Regions from separate parts of the Arachis hypogaea genome. Here region 2 is linked to region 1. A link is a contact called in public Hi-C data. All regions are on one chromosome and are shown on one strand. Each heading gives the region's core, a stretch centred on a gene start, on an enhancer-like site or on the middle of the called end of the contact. The rest is flanking DNA. Distances are from core to core; before and after follow the strand shown.

The links. A called contact is a pair of places that touch in the nucleus more often than the background predicts.
Region 2: a contact with region 1 is called in a Hi-C map of leaf, with 2.0 times the contacts expected there. The contact joins the promoter of LOC112697073 here to the promoter of LOC112697068 in region 1. A contact is called at or near these places in 3 of 8 Hi-C or Micro-C datasets (leaf and an unstated tissue).

What each region holds. Positions count from the first base shown.
Region 1 is chr6:97,889,924-97,895,140 of arahy.Tifrunner.gnm2.J5K5, forward strand. LOC112697068 (ATP-dependent DNA helicase At3g02060, chloroplastic) reads right to left here and starts at 2,850. Exons shown (of 14, transcript XR_011862519.1): 1 at 1,248-2,850; 2 at 812-1,099; 3 at 264-489; 4 at 1-22. LOC112697069 (potassium transporter 4) reads right to left here. Exons shown (of 8, transcript XM_025750062.3): 6 at 5,205-5,217; 7 at 4,861-5,115; 8 at 2,991-4,384. The coding sequence ends at 3,297.
Region 2 is chr6:98,165,240-98,170,958 of arahy.Tifrunner.gnm2.J5K5, forward strand. It overlaps LOC112697073 (small ribosomal subunit protein eS27y), which reads right to left and starts at 3,094. Exons shown (of 4, transcript XM_025750065.3): 1 at 2,949-3,094; 2 at 2,636-2,737; 3 at 2,463-2,491; 4 at 2,022-2,357. The coding sequence starts at 2,951. The coding sequence ends at 2,231.

The DNA of each region.
Region 1 (5,217 bases), core at 1,600-4,099:
CCCTCTCAACATCAATAAAAGCCTGGACAGATAGAAAGGTACGTATTTGGAAGAGATGGAAATAACTCATAAGCATCAAATAAACATGTCATATTGAAATAAATGTGAATATGTATATGTATAAATTCTGATTTATCGTGAATGCCTTAGAACATAACATGTAATTATTTAAAAATTTTAAATAACAAATTAAAATTAGAATATAAAATCATAATTAACAATTCCCCTTCCATCTAAACACATAGCATTTACTAAGATGTCACCTGTTGTTGATCAGGTGTAGGCTTATAAGGAAATTGAGCAGCAAATTCAGTCATGGCAGGACTTTTCGAGTAAGGCGGTCTTCTCTGTTTGAGCCTATGTAGATAGAGCTCCATCAAGTCAACGACCATTTTCTGTATCGCAACCTTCCCCTTAATCTTTCTTTTCTCCCAACTACTAATATCATTTAACTTGCTCAATGTCCGAGGTCTTTTGTTCTCGTTTGGACTGCCAAGGCACACCAAAATTTGACACGATCATGACCAAATCAAAACAATTCTCCAAACACAATTGACTACTAGCCAAACAAAATACTAGCTTCTCTAAAGTGCCTTAACAGGGTAAAGTGTTTGCATCAAAAGAAATTATGGCACACTTATGGTTCTTGTATCATGCAAAATTCTCAATCTCAACCATCAATTTTTTCATCGACGACCATGATTGTGCAATATCTCTCTATTGAAATGTCTAGCTAACTGACTTGTTCTATATATATGAATTACATTACAATAACAAAAAAGGTAAGAGTAAGAGGGCAAGGAAAACTCACAGACTATATCTATAGAGCATTTTCGATGCCTGCTTAAGAGGAAGCTTCGCCATCCCATCAGCATACTCGATGAAAACATATTCAGTAGGTTCTGTAGAATTCTTTGGAACATCCAACCTGATCCCAACAAACCTCCCAATGCCAACCTTCTTGTGAACAACATAGTCACCGGATTGAAGCGTATAAGGGTCAACCTTGTAGCTGAAGGTACCATCTTTCCCTTCCTTCCTCTCACCCTTCAGCTTCTGCAACCCCTTCTGCTGCTGCTCCTTCACCATCTGTATGTACCTATATTACACAAATGTCTCATTTTCACTCGCGTTTGCTAACTGTATTCATATACGTATGATTTAGCAAATACTGTAATCTTAAACTCCTTAAGTTCATGGCTGATTCATATTGTACTCAATACTTATTTGTGAAGCATAGTATGTACCTATCAGCCTCCTCTGAGTCCATAACAGTTCTTGAAACCTCCCTGCTGCCATAGTCACGACGAATTCTCTCGTTAAGCAAGGCAATTGGGTCATTCTCAAGCTCATTCTTTTTCTCTGTTCTGTTCCGCAATTCGGAAGGGGAAGAAGAAGGGGCATAGACCCCTTGCGTATAGAATGCATTGGTGGGAAAAAGAAGTACGTTTTTCTTCTTGATGTGAAGGGCTATAGGGTATAAAGGGTGGGGGAGGATGAAGAGTTTCCAAGTTTTGGGGGAAGAAGTGAGCTTGGAGATAAGGGGTGTGGAAAAGTGTGGAGCTGGAAGGAGTGAAGCCATGTAAAGAGGAGAGTCGTGTGTGGTTTTCAGAGGGAAGAATGGAAATGGGTCATTGGAAAAGTTTTGTGAAGAATGCGTATTTTGAGAAGATAGAATCAAATTCAGAGATGAATGTTGGAGGTTTTGGAGGGGTTTTGCCCAAACAGGGAACAAATATCTTATATCATCGTAACTCAACTTCCAGCTTTAATATCAAAAATATTTTGTCAAATTAATTTTTCTGGGGTTGAGATAAGACATAAGAGGCTGTGCAGGATATTTTTTTTCTTTTCTTTTATTTATTTACTTATTTTATATATTTTAATGGGCCTGCGGTTTTGGTTCCTCTTTCAGAAAGTAGAAACAAAAAAGAAACGAATTACTAGTTTCAAGACCAAAAAATAAAAAGAAAAGGGAAATAAGAGGGATATCTTCGAATTCCAATTCCTCCTTTGAGCGGAGGCCCGAGGAACTATCACTTTGTATCAGGCATGCAATAAATTAACATTTTCTTTAGTAATTGTGCAGAGCTCTTAGGTTGGATTAGCCAACCATCAATGCTTTCACAGGGCTATCCTTGAGCACTCTCTAAATGTACCATCGCCCTGTGTTATGCTGGCTTTAGAGGAATAACTTATTTTCAGGCCGTTCTTTCGTAAAAGAGAATAGCTATCTATAAGCATAAGCATGTTGGCTGAAGCCACTCAACGTAGGTTCTTTCCATCAGAACCTTCCTAACCATGATATCCACTGGTTCGTTCACAGAGCAAGACACCAAAGTAAAGCAAAACTGCCAGTCCAGTCTCAGAGCGATCTTGAGAAGAAAGCCCCTCTATGTGGTGTTGTGGAACAATTTTGCTAGATCAAAGATTGCGAGCTTCTGCGCAATAAACACCCCGATAACCACACTCCCAAGCTAGTTGCAAACTGCAACAAATAGTCAGCAGCTCTGCATGAAGAGGCCGATGATGCAGACAAGTTCCGGAGCAGCTCTTCACCCAGCTGCCGTCTGCATTGCGAATGACGGTGCCAAAGGCAGACTGTTGAGGCTCCATGAGAACAGTTCCATCAGAGTTAACTTTCACAAACACTAAAGGAGGTGGAGACCAGCGAAAAGAGATTGAGTGATGGCTCATAAGCTGGCCATGCTGCAGTAGAGCCTGGAATTCCAAGGCTGAGAAGCGAGCATAATGGGACAGCAAGGGAAGGGGCCAGTGATCATCAGTTTTTGCCCATTCCAAATACACCGCAACGCCCGAACAATGAGGGTAGGGTTAGTATTACCAGAATCTCTTTTGATCCAGGCCCCTCAGCATTATCACAACTATTGGGGTAAACGCCAGAAGCACTAAGATTGTGGATTTGTGGAAGAAATGGAAGAGAGCAGTTCGAGGAAAAGTGCCCTTTGGTATGTGCTAATTGGACATAATTTAGGTGCGCAAATAACACTTTTACTAAATAAATAATCAGAAGGAAAGGAGAAAGATCATTTCTAAGTTGAGTCTTCTAATACTCACCCAAAAAAAAAAAAACTTCTAATACAAAATTATTGCAACTATATAATATAATTACACATTAGGAGAGCAGCATAAACCTTACAAGCGTTTTTCTCAGAGAGACCCTCCTCTGCCATACTCATTTTTCCATGAGCGAGGCAATAAAAATAACACCTATAGCCTGGAGCATAGATTCGATACAGCCAGGAAGAAGTTGTATATCAAATTTTACCAAGAAACTAAACATAGTATATCATTCCAACTTCAATGAGACTGATGTGAGGAATGTTAAGAGCCACAGCAGGACCCCTGCAATTCTTGCGTAGAAATGAGTAACCGATATCAATCACAAGCTTCTTCAAGAATGAGGATGATTTCCTAGCCTTAACATATGAGTGCCCCAATACATAAGCAACCCCAGCTTCCTTAGCTTGAATCAAATCCACAAGTTCTTCCCTAACTGCAGGATCCATACCAGGATTGCTTGGTAGCTGAAATCTTACTCGACGCCTTCTAACTTGTGGACTTTCATCATCATAAACCGATTGCAAGCTGCGAAGGGTTACAGATTTACTGCTGGGGATGGAGCTGTCCACACCAATTTCCTCAATCTCGGAAACTATTAAGCTTGCAGTGGATTCTAAAGTTCTGGTACTTATAACAGCCATCCTCCCATCGAGCGAAGAGCTTTCAGAACTTGAGTACTGTGGTTCTTCTGCTTCCCTCTGTATAAACTCTGCTATACTCTGTATTAGATGGTTCTCGAAGTCTCCATCGTCCCTTTGAATGTCCTTGTACCCATATCTGACAATGCACCTGTACATTCGATAAGGTCTTGGACAAACTCGACCAATAAGGAATCTTTCTTCTGGGGAGACATATGGAACAGGGACTGATTTCACACAGACAAAAACTAACACCTTGTGAAAGGCAGGAAGATTCGTTACAAAATGGGAAAATATTGAAGGAACTCCAGTTGCTAGTTCTGAGTAGATGAGACCTATTCCTGGGACTCGAACAATGCCAAGGCTTGGGCCCAAACCCAGTAACCACTTCAATGAAACTTTGTTGTGAAGATCATAGCTGTACTTCCTTCGAGTACCATAATGCCATACATACATAACAACCATGAAGATGCAGGATAAGACAAGAGGGACCCATCCTCCCTGAGGCACTTTCATGAATGCTGCTGATAGATAGGTGCCCTCTATCACCCAAAAGAATAAAAGGAATGCTATAGCAATCACAACACTTTTTTGCCAGACAAAGATTGCGACCAGAGTCATCAGAAAGGTCGTCACAAACATTACAGTCATACATGCGAGTCCTGTAAATCAATGCCATGAATTAAATTCAAAACGAAAAAAACCGACATTCAAACTGTAATTTGTAACAACATTGTTAGCAGAAACTCCTGAATTCAAGGTAGCAGAGCAGGAATTGTAACACATCAAACTAGAAAACAGAAAAAAAAAAAAAATAAAGGGCTGGGATATTAACCATACTATCATTATTTTCACATCCACAAGCCAGTAATTATTGTATTGTTGTTCCTTCATAACAACTATTAGGACTTTGACTAATTGAACTATCAATCCAAACATATAATCAGAGGAAAACAATGATCTGAAGCAAATGAACAGAAAATTACCATACTCACAAGGAAAAAGATCCTCTAAGATGAGGATTTCGGTAAAGTGAAAAAGTGACAAATGTCTGTGTGTGTGTGTGTGTGTGTGGTTGTGGGAGGGGGGTGGGGGGTGGGTTGGTGTACGCTTTTTTGAGCAGGGAACCTTATATTACCGTAAGCATTTCCAATTATAGTCGTGTCTTGAAATCCAATGGTTATTGCAAGAGTCAGGATCATGAGTATCCAGTTTATCTCTGGGATGTAGATTTGCCCATATATATGTTTTGAAGTGTGGACAACTTTAACTCGTGGAAAGCAGCCAAGTGCATGACACTGCTTGATGATAGAGAAAGTTGCGGTTATAACAGCTTGACTCCCAACAATAGCAGCAAGGGTGGCAACAACAAAAACAGGCCAAAATACAGGTTCTGCAGGAGAAGCAAAAATATTAGCAATTGCACTAAATTACTGAATTCTCAAAGCAGTATTAACGAATGAGAGTAATGAATGGACCAACCAGGTATTGAATC
Region 2 (5,719 bases), core at 1,844-4,343, 280 kb after region 1:
AGCCAAATTTGATAAAGATGCAGATAAAATTAATAAGACTTTATAAACTGAGATGTTGAGTATGCATCGAGTATGTAAACTGACGGACATTATTCTATTTAGTTTTTTTGGATCTATTAAATAAGGCTCTGGACATATAATATTTGCTTTTATGTGGTATGAATTTTGTTTATTACTTTGGTTATTAAGTAGCAATAATTTGGGTTTTATATTTAAAAATATTAATTCTTAAAATATACATATGAAAAAAGCATTCCACAATTACACTTGGGCTGATTCATAGCAGCCAGTCACCAAATAGATTTAAATCATTTTTTTTGGTTTCCCACGGTATCCTTTCAACCCGACAGGTCAAGGATTAATCTATCTGAGCTCTATTTAAGAGTCTGTCACTGGCTAATAGGTTGTTACACACACTTGTGTAGGATTTGAACCTCCGATACTTGCTTAAGTGGAGGAGTGAACTGAGCTGACCAATCGAGCAACCCAAGTTAGTTATAGATTTAAATCATTTTGTAGGCATCACCCACGAAATAGGCCTTTTCAGTCTTGACACTTAAATTGGACCAACTCAGAAAGGGAGCCCACGAAATGGCAGATAATTGGGAAAAAAATTTGAGAGAATAGTTAATATAAAATCAATAATATGCAAGTGATTGATTCTGTCAAAATTTGCAGCAATATTTGTTTTTTTCCCACAAGTTCATTAATACCTAACTAGCAATAGCAATTTCAGTTTTTTTTTTTTTAGTTGATGGACTAGACAACTCCAATTTTAAGTTACATAACACACCCACTCACACACTACTACTATTAACATGGTTCTATATTCCTCACTGATTATTCGAATCCGGATGCAGCTCCCAGCGAGACAGATGATGCTGCCATTGATCCAAGGTCTCGGCTGCAGCAATTTCAGGTTAACCCTGCCATTACTACTTATTTTGTGGGCTCTCTTTCTTCGTTGGTGGTTGCTACGAATTGGCCCAAGCATAATCTTAAAAAGCCTTTTTTTTTTTCATCTGCATATTTTAAAAATTAATATTTTTGCAATATTTATTTAAATAAAAAGCCAAGAATTTGATGTAATTTTATGATGTCCAGATTTAAAATATACATATTTGTTGGTCTTTTTATTTTTTATCTATTAATATAACTGTTAGATGCCTCACCTTTTATCACATGATTTTGCATTGTATTGCATCATGTGATTTTTCTTATGTGCATATCTATTCACCTTTCATTTTATAATTATGCTGTGCATTTAATCATATATTTTTTCTTGACATATCCCTGCTATTGGTTTATTCACTGGTATGTATATTATATTTTAAAAAAGAAAAACCTACGCACATAGTAATATGTTAACATACATGTAGAATCTCATTCCAACAATTCTTCTAAGTTCTATCTTCACAGTGACCTGATGAAAAAGAAACTAGACACCGACACAAAAATACCGAAAAAACATATTGGCAAATATTTGAATTTTCTTTTTTTCATCCTCCTTGCTGTGATTGCAGACCGGATATTTTTTTCGTGAACCAAGCAACTTCAGATCCATTTTGAACCAGCTTTCAACTAGTTTTAAGTCTTGTCAGGCTTTGGATCCAATCATTTAACTAGGATTCTATTTGGGGATCAAACGAAACCTTGCAAGTGTGTAGCACTACAGTGGCTACTTCCATGAAGACATCTTGTAAAGATGATATTATAAACCGCTAGATAATTTAGTTAAACATATCAAACCATCTGACAATTTATAATATCATTTTCACATAGAGATGTCTTGGTTTTAGTAGAAACATCCACCTAAGAGAAGACAAGCAAAAAGTAAATGCACCTACCCACCACAAAGAATACCCTACCCCCTTAATATACCATCTATAGTTTTCCCCAAACTAAGTGAGAAGCCTTAAGCGCATCATCAACCAAATCCACATTGAAAAAAAACTAAAGTAAACTCTATCAGATCACATGTATAAACCGATCCAAGAAAGAAAAAGCTATAACTCGGGAACTGCCAAAATCATGTTGCAATATAATAAGACTAAACAAAAATGCTTGGTGATATCATTACAGTCCTGGAGATAATAATGTCTTTGGAAAAAAAGTCTTACAATTTAGCAAAATTAAATATATCATAACTCAAACATGACAAAGCCATTGATCAATCCCAAAGAAAACAAAACTCTCCAACCAAAGGCTAAAAGAAAAGATACCAACCCATTTAGTCTCCCTTCTTCCTAAACGAGCAGCCCTCGGTTAGCCTTGCTCTTCCACCAGTGGGCTGGCACAAGATCGTTTGGCAGTTTCCACACACCACGACTGTCTGAGAGTGGCTGAATACAGTGGTACTGCATCAACATGGAAATCAAAACATCAAAATCACGAAGATCAAATCATTTGTTTGCACACAATTATAACTTCGCAATCAACAGGGAGGGAAGGATAAAACTTACATGTTGAAGCAACCTTGGCATTTCACATCCTACAACAAGACAGGAATACAAGAGACAAACAATTAACAATTAAAACTTGGAAAGGAAGGCACCAACAACGGATCAAATCAAGCGTGTGGTTCAACAAATGGGAAAATACACATAAGAGAGAACTAATATAAAAAATAGAATACCATGAAGAAAGAATTAGGAGACTGAACAAGACGCTTGAGCTTGTGCTTTCTCTTCTCAAGCTCAGCCGGAGGATTAAGCAAATCAATATCGTTCTGCAGAACCTACGCAGCACAAAATCACGGTAAATTTCAGTCACCGTTACTAAGGAAGGAATAAAACCCTAAAGAAAACAAAAAAATTCGAAGGTATATAACAGAAAAGAACGTCGTCTTTGTATAAAACACACACACATCTACGAAGAAATATAAATACATACAAGAAAACAGATCTGAAGTTCTGAACACAGACCAAGAAGAAAGAGATTATACTTACCATGCTGACAAAAAAAATAAGTAGCGGCAGGAGAAACTCCGAAGAAGAGAACCCTAGGAATGTGGCAGCAACAAACTCAGAGTCTGGCTAAGTTTGGCTGCATCAGATAAAACAAAAGAAAGAGAAGGATGTAAGTAGTGATGCTTATATACAGAGGGTTTACTCTTACCCAGCCCAATATGACAATATATAATAATGGCCCATTTGTTAATAATATCTGATATCTCCTTTTCAAATTTTGTAGGCTCGGGTTGGGTTTTTCGGCTTAGCCCAACCGCCAAAAAATATTTTGTAATTTAATACATGTCAACCCAAACAGCCAAAATATTATAGAATACTGATAATTTTTTTGTGTCAATCATGCTAACGTGTACAATTTGGCGCCAAATTTCATGCCCATTATATATTAGTAATGGGACAAGTGTAATGAGTGACACGTGATAAGATTGAAATTATAATTTTAATTTGTTTTGTTAAGATTAATTTGAATTATAATAATTTGATTAATAAAAAGATAACATGTCATGTATTGTTTGTTTTTTTTTAATTTAGTGTTAACTGTATTAACTCTAATAGTTATTAATTGGTTTTAGTAATTTACTTTTTCCAATAAATCAGACATATATACTCAATGTGACTATAAATAACCTAGTAATACTTAGACCCACTAACAAATTTTTATATATTATTTTACTGTCGAGTAAGGACATATCGAAGTCGACTTAAAATAAACAACAGATTATTAGAAAATTCTAATGCACAAAGTTCTCCAATAAACAATAAATAATTTAAACTCCACTAAAATAATATTATATCAATGTTAGTATATAATTCTACTATCATCGACCGTATTTACTATACATGACTCATTCTTAAAAGTTATTATTCTACACACGTGTGTAGTCGTAATATAAATTCCGCTTGATTTCTCAATCAGAAAATTTAAGAAGATATAAACCTTCCCCTCGATCAGTTCATTCTCAAACATCTTTTGTCAAATAATTCTTGATTGAATAATGAATTTTATCACATTATAAAACAAATTAAATATAAAAGCTATTAGCACTTATAAAACTATTAAATCGCACTGTTTTTGATTCGTGCAAGGGTTTACTTATTAAATAAACTTAAAATACGAACAAAATATATTTTTAAAATAGACCTAGCATCACTTGAAAGAATCATGAAAAATAATCAACTAACCTTATCATCTATGAGAACCATTTCTATGTAAGCCGTTTTGCTCTTGGCAAATTTAGATGAAACTTCTCAGAACCTTATAATTCGTACCTTTATTTTTCAAATTTTTTCATCACATAATCTACCATAGGTAATATTATTGATAGAATCGTAGCTACTACCCATTAGGTATGAAGAATAAAAAACAAAAGAAGAACTATACCTGAATTATGAATTTTCTAAATGAATTATAATGATAATTGTTCATACCATGATCCAACACCAAGGTCCAAGTCCAAATAAGATAAAAAGGCACAATCCATGAGATTAGCAACCCTCCGCAACCGACCTCCTCGTATGAGGTCGGGTTCGACATAGGCTCCACCACAAGGAAGTCGGGAACGTGGATTGGCTGGCAGATAACACCTATTTGAATAGGTAACTGCCCTTAAAATCTCTCAATCCACTTCTAGGAGTCATATCTTAACTTTCCTAAGATAAAGGGATGGTTATCCTCCTTAAAAGGTAGAACTACTCCAACGGTGGTTATGGGTTCACCACTATAAATACACTAACACCCCTCAGGTATTTCTAAGTTTCCATACTCTCCAAACTTGCTCAGACCCTTGCTAACTTAAACATCGAAGTGTCTTTACAGGTACCACCCCCATTCCGTTACACACACACACAAGTCGGACGGAGGCTCCTAGACGGGAACCAGGTCAGAAGGCCTCCTCCTTTAAGCGATTGGGCCGACCTTACTAGTCCAGCCCACTAATCTCCGATTACCCATCGTAACATTGGCGCCGTTGCCGGGGACCCGAGAGATCAACCAGTAATGGCGGACAATTCACCTGAAGATGGCCACACAACATCCAATTCTGAACAAGAGAATCTGGACATTGGGAACAGCGATGCGAACGTAGCCCCTCACCAAGATGTGAACAACCAGCATAGAGAAGGTACCTCTGGGTTAAAAGTCCCAAAAGCAAACTCTTCTGAAGGGCGTGAATCAGGAAAAGAAGGACAACCTCATGCGGCCAATTTCATGGGATTGTTCCACGGCCACCAAGGACGTCTGGAACAACTGGAGCAGGAGTTAGAGCGACAGCGAGAGGCAGAGAGGAGCTTGAGGAACGAAATAGAGCAACGAAAAGATTTAGAAGAAAAACTCTTAAAGTTGGAGTCCTCCCTCAAAAGCTGGACCTCCCATAGCGACCGAGAAGACTCTCCCTTATGAGGAGTAGACCCGTTTAGTGAAGACATCATGAGGGCAAAAGTTTCAAGAAACTTTAAAAGCCCCGATATGGACTTCTACGATGGAACCACTGATCCAAAGCATCATTTGAGCAATTTCAAAAGTTGGATGTATCTAGCAGACGCCTCTGATGCCACTCGCTGTAAGGCTTTCCCGACAATCTTGACCAAAGTAGCGATGAAGTGGTTTGATAGTCTTCCCCCGAGGTCGGTCACCAGCTTCGACGACCTCTCGCAAAAATTTCTGATACGATTCTCTATCCAGAAGGACAAAGTAAAGCACGCATCGAGCCTCCTGGGAGTAAAACAGGAAGTCGGAGAACCTTTAAGGGACT